Linked DNA regions of Zea mays: region 1 is linked to region 2. A link is a contact called in public Hi-C data. All regions are on one chromosome and are shown on one strand. The core of a region is the stretch at or near the end of the contact, and the rest is flanking DNA. Distances in the headings are between cores, read along the strand shown. Region 1 holds the start of SMK2 (Small kernel2). Region 2 holds the start of LOC100191624 (RuvB-like protein 1).

The links. A called contact is a pair of places that touch in the nucleus more often than the background predicts.
Region 1: a contact with region 2 is called in a Hi-C map of endosperm, with 1.9 times the contacts expected there. The contact joins the promoter of SMK2 here to the promoter of LOC100191624 in region 2. A contact is called at or near these places in 2 of 25 Hi-C or Micro-C datasets (endosperm and tassel).

What each region holds. Positions count from the first base shown.
Region 1 is chr4:247,864,451-247,868,997 of Zm-B73-REFERENCE-NAM-5.0, reverse strand. It overlaps SMK2 (Small kernel2), which reads left to right and starts at 2,149. Exons shown (of 7, transcript NM_001411385.1): 1 at 2,149-2,528; 2 at 2,638-2,765; 3 at 3,915-4,002; 4 at 4,080-4,165; 5 at 4,294-4,485. The coding sequence starts at 2,474. It overlaps LOC103654957 (beta-glucosidase BoGH3B), which reads left to right. Exons shown (of 5, transcript XM_008681768.4): 5 at 1-424.
Region 2 is chr4:247,717,631-247,722,073 of Zm-B73-REFERENCE-NAM-5.0, reverse strand. It overlaps LOC100191624 (RuvB-like protein 1), which reads left to right and starts at 1,791. Exons shown (of 12, transcript NM_001137053.1): 1 at 1,791-1,951; 2 at 2,075-2,263; 3 at 3,227-3,358; 4 at 3,545-3,694; 5 at 4,002-4,157. The coding sequence starts at 1,871.

The DNA of each region.
Region 1 (4,547 bases), core at 900-3,399, 150 kb before region 2:
CTTGGAAACGAGGAAAGCAGGGAGGAAGGCGAGGCTGAGAACTAGTGTCTTTGTCTGTTCATTAATTGTTCGATACCTTCTTACAATACTAGAGAGAGCTTATAAACTACCACCCAGTCCGGCCAAATACACGACCCATTCGGACCCAAATACTCATGTGTTGTCTCGCCTCTACCGCTCCGTCGTTGTGGCAACGTCAGTATCGTTGGTCAGCTTTTTCATCTTCAGTGCTCCATCTTCAGTGCTGGTGAGCTTCTGACGTCTTTCTTGTATTGTTGCTGACAGACTTCCCCGTGAAATATCCAAAGAGAGAACTATCATTCGTATCCGAGTTTTATTACTAGATCCTTCAGTGTAGTTTGTCGTAGACAATAATTAATAATGTAATATGGTCTCTCTTCGGTGACATGATCCATTGTGTTTCTCCTTTGTTTAGAGGGATGTGGTTCACTGTGGACATGGTTTGTTCTATTTAAACCATGTGCTTCTACCACTCTTTTTTTTAGATTTGGCCAAACTCACCAAAAATAACGATGATTCAAAAAAATGCCCACACATATCCAGAGGCACACACTGTAGCGTACATGAAGTGTGTTGGGCTAAACGGGTTGGCTCATTTAAGTCAACTAAATATTTCATGGCCCATAACAAATGTTAGAGAGCTAGGGGATTAAACCCACATCGACTGTTGTTGGGGGTCTTCTTTATGTGAAGGTCCTAAAAACGCCAAATTAATAGTTCTTTCTTGGCATATATCTAAAATATTGCAGGTACCGTCGTTTGAAGTACCTTCGGAAGGACCGGTTAGAGGCACGAGAGCATGCTTCGAAACATAACTAACAAGAAACGCATGAACAAGATACGAAGGATGACAAAGCCAAATCTATTACCGAAGCGTTGAAAGTAAAAGACGACGTCACCCTTATGATATTTGTGAACCATATTTATAAATCTTAAGGACATGAATGTAATTCCATATAAAGTTGTTATCTCTTCTATAAATAGAGAAACAGTGTCATGCATAAACGCGAGACCGTTTGGAGGTGCGAAGGAAGGGGAATGGCGTGGGAAAATAAAATCATAGGGGATTGGGAGCGTCGCCGCCTGCGGAATATGCGCAATGGAGAGTTGGGTACAGTTTACGTATGCGATCGGATTGGGAGACTTTCTTCCCTCCTATAAGAAAGTTTAAGACTAGAACATTAGGAGTTGTTGGAGTTACTTTTATTGGAGTTTCTCTTAGGTAGCGTTTGGTTCCGGAATATGGCGGAACGAAGCCGCTACGCTCCCATTTTGGTGTTGTTTGGATTTATTTCATATAGAACAGTGTGGTTCTAAAAATGAAAAATTATGCTTAAATATTGAACCATCTGGCTTCCCAAATTTTATCGGACGGAGCCGTACATTCTAACTGGCACCGAAACCAAACACTACCTTAGATCCAATACCAAATTAACGTAGTACTGGAAATAGGTTGCAATACAAATATGTTGTTGGTATGTTATTGGAATTGCAATTCCAACCAATACTTCTAGTTTTAGTCCACTAATGAGGAATTTAGTTTTTATTACAACTCTAAATTCATTATACAACCAAACACCAGAATTCAGAAATATTGTTTCCAATTCTCAACTATAGACTTTAATATCAACATCCGAACATGGTGTAATATTCTTTCACGTATGACACAGATTGCCATCCAACTAAACCAACTGAAATGAAACAAGACATGCCATGAAAACAATCTTATGAGTACATTATTTGGGAAATATTAATTATATCAGCAAACAGAATTCCTAAAGCCATATATTCCCTGTGTTTAGAGTAGAGTTGGATTTAGGATAAAATGGGAGTGAAGGTATATTTGTAAAGATGAGCGCCAAAATATTAGAGTAGAGATATCTAAATTGGGCTGGGCAAGAAAACTCATGGTTAAATTTTGGGCTCTACTAGTTGTAACTGTAACGTAGAAATGAGTGGGGGAGGGACTGAGCCCTCACTCAATTTCTTATTTTTATTGGGCTGGCATTGTGGCACATCTTCCATTATCCAGCCCAGCACGTAACAGCGTTTGGCCCACCAAGCGCTCAGCCCGCTGACTTGATAACGTAACGAGCTATCCGCCACGGACATCAACACTACGGACGGCGGCGATCTCCCCGCCGACGTGGGCGAACGGCTCCACGGCGATCGGATGGCCACGAGCGGCCGTCGCCTACCCTCCCACAGTCCCACTCCCACACTAGTCCTTTTCCCCTGACGTGGCAGCGGCAAGTGCACCCAAACGTTTCGATATCCCAGAGTGGTGTGGCCGCCGCCGGCGGCTTCTTTCTCCCCTTCCATTCCGCTCCCCGTGACGTCACCGACCAGGCAAGCACTCCGCTCCACCAGAGCCGCCTCGCCTGTCTGTCCGACCCACACACCTACCGGAGCGCGCGTCCCGAGGTCGGCGGAGCAGGGTCGGGAGGAGGGTATGGCGGTGGTGGGCGTCCTCGCGCTGCAGGGATCCTACAACGAGCACATGGCCGGTACGGAATCCGATTTCGTCTCACTCACTCTACTGCCCACCAGATGCTCGTGTCGTTGATTTTGCTGCTGCTGCTCTCTGTGTGTGTGTGTGTGGGTGGGTGGGTGCAGCGCTGAGGAGGATCGGGGTGAAGGGGGTGGAGGTGCGCAAGCCAGAGCAGCTCCTCGGCATCGACTCGCTCATCATCCCCGGTGGCGAGAGCACCACCATGGCCAAGCTCGCCAACTACCACAATCTGGTGGGTGGGTCCTTCTTCTTCTTTGTCTCCGCTTCTCCCGTGGCCGACGCCTCTGCAGGGCAGCCTCCCCTCCAGGCTCTAGGGCTGCCACCACCCTTGTTGCGTCGCAGGCCCCCCACCCTAGGGTGCCCTCCATAGGATGACCCCGCTGCAGCTTATGAGGTTGCTGTCATCGCTAACCTCCACCTTTAGGAGGGTACTAGGATCAGATGGACAACATCGCCGTCTGCTGGATCCTGGCACCATCTCCCCTGAGCTGCGCCAGATCGACAGGAGCATAATGGTACGACGTGCCACCTCTGGCTCGCCCTCAAGAATCAGTTTCTCAAGAATCATGAGACCCACATGATAGTTCTAAGATCTCTACTGTGTTCAACTCAATCAATCCGAGAACACTTAATAACACATCAGAGAACTGATCCATCTTGGATCAATGCATACAAACACGAACACAGGTGATAGAGAGACATACACATACCGTTGCCTTGTGGTGTGGTGGTTTGTGGCGCAGTGTAGGCGGTTCGCCGCCGCCGCCGCCTGGAACCCCTGCAGAGGAGGAGGCACAGATCCAGGACCCGTAGTGGCTCCAAGATCTGCAGCCGCCATTAGGATGAAGCTCTTCCAGTCACTCGCGAACGCCAGGCGATGGGGCTTCTGTGGATTAGGGTTTAGGTTGAGGTACTAGCATTGGCTAAACCCGCTGCCTCTCTTAATCTATTTATATGGCGTCTTGTGACAGGGGTTTGCAACCAACAGTTAGGATAGCCCCGCCCCCCCCCGATCATGGGCGCGGTTAGACGGTTAGGATTAGCCCTATCCTGGTTATTGTTAATCGGCTAGTGTAGAGGACACACCCTAACAATCTCCCCTTTGTTCTCTACATACCTCACACTCAAAACTTCTCTGGATTCCATCCCTCAACAAGTTTACACATAGAGACTAATGTGTGACAATGACCGAATAAGTATCACCACACTCATTGACTATAACATGCTCCCCTGTTCCAGAATAGATTTGCGGAAGAGTGCCACTTGTTTTTTAGCATTTGCACTTCCTGGACTTCTGTATGCCTGAGATTGTATATTTATGTATTTATGACCTCCTAATTGCTTATAGCTTGTAAAAATCTCATTTCCTTTTGCCCTGCAGTTCCCTGCACTTCGAGAGTTCGTCGGAGGTGGAAAGCCTGTCTGGGGAACCTGTGCTGGGCTCATCTTTCTTGCAAACAAAGCAGTAGGTGAGTGGGTCACAAATTTATACTTGCCATGTTCTTTTTTGGAAACCAGTTAATAGAATGTCACGATAGTTGAATAGTGTTGCTTTCAGGGCAAAAAACAGGGGGGCAGGAACTTGTTGGAGGATTAGATTGTACAGTCCACCGAAACTTTTTTGGGAGTCAGGTAAATTTGGGGATCATATGGCATGTGATAGTCATATTATTGAATTTTGCATCTTCAAAGGATTTGTAGTTATTATTAAACACACAAATATGAACACCATGTTTCATTGCAGACTGTTTCTCTTGCAGCTTCAAAGCTTTGAGACAGAGCTTTCCGTGCCAAAGCTTTCGGAGAAGGAAGGAGGGAATGATACATGCCGCGGTGTATTTATACGGGCACCTGCTATATTGGAAGTAGGTCCAGATGTTGAAATATTGGCGGATTGCCCTGTTCCTGTTGACAGACCCAGCATTACAATATCATTTGGGGAGGGTACTGAGGTTTGTATGTTGCTTTTTTTTTACTAGAATACTGCAATTGTCTTCAAATGGCCAAACTGAGT
Region 2 (4,443 bases), core at 542-3,041:
TTAGCTGAGTGTGGATGTTTCTAACTAAAAGTAGCTAATAGTCAAATTATTAGTTAGATTGTTTGGGTATCTCTAAGTAATTTTAACATAGATTGTTTGGATATTTGTAACTAATTTTAACCGTGATATTTGAGAATACAATAGGGTGTTTGGGAATAGAGGTAAAATCTATGAATTCTATACTACGGCGTTGCTAATACTGTAGTTGTTTCAAAGTTTTGTAAACTTGGGTCCCGACCTCAGTTTGCTGAGTTTCCTCGCCTTGGAGCCTGCCACCAGCTCAGTCCCGCTCCCTGCCTGGGTGCCCCGTTCGCTGCCCAGGAGCCCCATCGTCCCGCGGCCAGGAGCTCCATCGCCCGTCGCTTAGCATCCCGACGCTCAAGAGGCCATCGCTCGGCCACACGCGCTGTAAACTGTGTTTCTAAACACCTCTATGTATCGGATATTGTGGTATTTTAAAATTGTGTTATTTAAAACTGAGCTTATGTCATGGCTTTGAAATACCGTGGTTTTGAAAAACTGTGCTCCCAACTATTAGCTCTAGGGTGTGTTTGAATGTAGGTCTAAGAGGCCAAGAGTGCCATGCCAAGCTATTTTAGTTGGTATTTGGTTGTAGGTCAAATTTTGGTCATGCCAATATAAATCTATGCCAATTTTTAGTCAAAACCAAGACCAGCAAATTGGCTGCCAAAATTTGGCTTGGCCCCCAATGCATTTTGTTCACAAACCAAACACCAAAACTTGAGCCAAATTTTGGCTTAGTCCAGCTTTGTTAAGCTACCAAATTTTGGTCGGGCTTCTTTGGTCCACAACCAAATAGATCCTAGTTCCTTTGAACATGACCTAGGACATTTAAACGAGACCTAAATATAAATGCTGAGAGGCCCAACCCTCTCCCACGGCCTAATAACAGCCCAAGACGGGCCGGTCCAGCCACCCCTTTGCTCCCACAGTATACATGTACATGTGGGCCGGCCTGGCCCGGCACGGCACAGGCCCACAAAAGCACGGCCCATAAAGGCACGGCCCACAAAAGCACATATCTAATTATGGGCCGTGCCGTGTCAGCACGTGTGCCCAGTCATCGGCCCACGGCACGGCCCACAATTAGTTATGTGTGTCAGGCCGGCCCAAATAGCCCAAAATACCTTAATGTGCCAGACCGGCCCATATACATACAACAGTAATACATCAACAAAAAGTATAATATATATATGACCAAAATAAAACTAAGATGTTTTGTGGATGCACATTATAAACCTTTGGTCAGAAAGAAAAAAATATTACAACTAGCTCACAAATAATATTCAGTTCTCTGTTTAGTGTTTAATTGAGTACTATACATCTATACAGAATACATATACAATGATCATCATCACTATTCACTATCCATATCTAGGTATTGGTTCTCGATGGCTTAATGAAGCTCTAGATTCTCCAAGTTATGCTAGTCATGTGGGCTTTGACGGACCTTAAGTTAAATACTGAGTCTATATTTAGTGGGCCTCGGTGTGCCTTAGTTAAATGGGCCGTGCCAGGCCGGCCCGTGGGCTTGACTTGAGGCCCAGGCACGGCCCACAATATGGGCCGTGCCGGCCCAGACCCACAATTAGGTTGGGCCGTGCCAGATATGGGTCGTGCCAGAAATTGTGTGCTTTGGGCCGGCCTATTAGGCACAGCACAAATGTACACCTATATCCCACAGTCGCAGACTCCCCCCCAGTCGAGGCGGCAGCACATACAACTTCCCACAGGAGACCAGTGGCGCGGCGTCTCCCATCCCCCGCCCCCAAATTTGTTGCGGCGGGAGAGCCGGAGAGGAGGCAGCTCCACAGAAACAGAGAGCGCATAACCGGCGGCGTTGGCGGCGATGAGGATCGAGGAGGTGCAGTCGACCTCGAAGAAGCAGCGCATCGCCACCCACACCCACATCAAGGGACTCGGCCTCGACGTAGCTGCCCGCTCCTGCGCTCCTCCTCGCCCTGTTTTTTTCTAGGGTTTTAGCTTCTCTGTGTCTGCGTACTAGTTCCTCACTGTTTCCCCCCTTCGTTTTCTTATTATGGGAGCGGAGCAGGCCAATGGGATGGCGATTGCGTTGGCGGCGGGGTTCGTGGGCCAGGCGGCGGCGCGCGAGGCGGCCGGGCTGGCGGTCGACATGATTCGCCAGAAGAAGATGGCCGGCCGCGCGGTGCTCCTTGCGGGTCCGCCCGCCACGGGCAAGACGGCGCTAGCGCTCGGCATAGCCCAGGAGCTCGGCAGCAAGGTCCGTGCGTTCGGTTGCTCATTTTTCTCGGTCCTCACACGAAGCAGCTGTTCATTCATTTGGTGGTAAAGGGAGGGGTTTATTTCTCCCCCAAGGTCCTGCCGTTGTATGCACATTTGTAAGAAAGAGGGCCAAATTTAATCTACTGGTTTTCTATATTGACTGGTAGTACCAGATTTTTATCTACTCAATTCTTCTATTTGACCATGAGGATATGTTCTGATAACTATGGACTATCCTCATTTAATTCTCTGTTTGACTGTTTATTATAGATTTTTCTCGAAAGCGCTCGAAAGCTCAAGAGAGCTGCGCGAAAATATATTAAGGAGATAAAGGTCCAAAAGGACCCCAAGATACAAATAAGGCCGCCCTACGGCGGCCAATAACAAGCATAAATGAAACCATCCATGACAAAAACACTGCTACAAAAACAGCACTACAGCTATCTAGCTAACAGGGAGACCTGGGATGGGGGCAGTAAGCAAGGACAACTTCTTTGCACCAGCCATAACCCAAAGATCAATCTCCAAACCAACACTTCTAATAGCAACAGCAACACTAGGACTCTTATTGTCAAAAACGCAGCCATTGCGATGTTTCCAAAGGGTCCAAACACCAAGAATGACAAGAGAGTTAAGACCATTTCTTGCAATCCCAGGAATCTTGGATTATTACCCTATTTGGTGAACAAGAAGCTCTGCATGGGCACACCGCACACCAAAAAGTTTAGCTAAAATTCATAGAGTTCTTGAGGTATTTTAGCATACCTAATGTCATTTTAGCTGCGTGGTTCAAGTTTTGTGTTCAACTAGCTGAATTGGTGTTCTAGGGGGGACAGTCTGGTAAAATGTGCTTGCCGAATTGGTGTTCTAGGGGACAGTCCGATAAAATGCGCTTGCTGAAGTCACTGTAGCACTTATGTTATAGTCTAATGTTTCCTTCCTCTATCACTATACAATGCAGGTCCCTTTCTGTCCTATGGTAGGATCAGAAGTGTACTCCTCGGAGGTCAAGAAAACTGAGGTGCTGATGGAAAATTTCCGTAGAGCTATAGGTTTGCGTATAAAGGAAAACAAAGAGGTTTATGAAGGAGAGGTAAGCAATGGATATATGCCCATGTCCAAGTTAAACGAATACTAGGCTATAATTGCATTAGTGATTTCCTTTATTTATCAATGGTTTTCATTATCGCTTTGATAGCTGATGTTCCACTTCGTGCTTCTATAATAAATTTACCATTGTTAGTCTATAATAAATTTACCAGTGTTGCTCTGTTCCTAGGTTACTGAACTTTCCCCAGAAGAGGCTGAGAGTACAACTGGTGGATATGCAAAAAGCATTAGCCATGTAATCATCAGCTTAAAGACTGTTAAAGGGACTAAGCAACTGAAGTTAGATTCTTCAATTTATGATGCTCTGATCAAGGAAAAGGTAACTGCCTGCTTCCTTGCCTATCCTGTTGGTGTAGACTTTTGAATCAAGTTTTTACTCTTCTATAACAATGGGCAGTCTAGTTGTTTCTTACTTGAAATAATGTCTTGATCAACATTTTAAATCTTCTGTCTATTGATAAATTACCCTGGGAAAATTTTATGCTAACTCGCTGTCATATGTACTGGTGCTGAGTGGCTCCTCAAACATTGAGAAAATGCACTATATTTGCATTTTGGGTTACTGTATCTATTTTGCTATCTTCATTTGTTGCTTTACGTTACTCATTATCTGCATATGGATATAGGTGGCAGTGGGTGATGTTATATACATCGAAGCAAATAGTGGAGCAGTGAAAAGAGTTGGTAGATGTGATTCTTTTGCTACAGAATACGATCTTGAAGCTGAAGAGTATGTTCCTATCCCCAAAGGTGAAGTCCATAAGAAAAAAGAAATTGTGCAGGTATCATTCTGATGCTATCTTAGTCTTAACATTTCATTATTTTCTGCAGCGATCTTTTTTCACACAGTGGCTCTTTGTTAGTGAATGTTGTCATGATTAAAACAAATATTTCCATTGTTGGAACAGTACTCCTCAAGATGCGACTTTGACCGATAATTCCTATCACAAATTGTTGCCAATAGTTTCCTTCACAAAATGTTGGCGGAAAGCTATAAGAATATATTATTGCAAGTTGATATGTTGATGATAGCTTGTTACAATCATTTTTTGCTACAAAAAATATTCA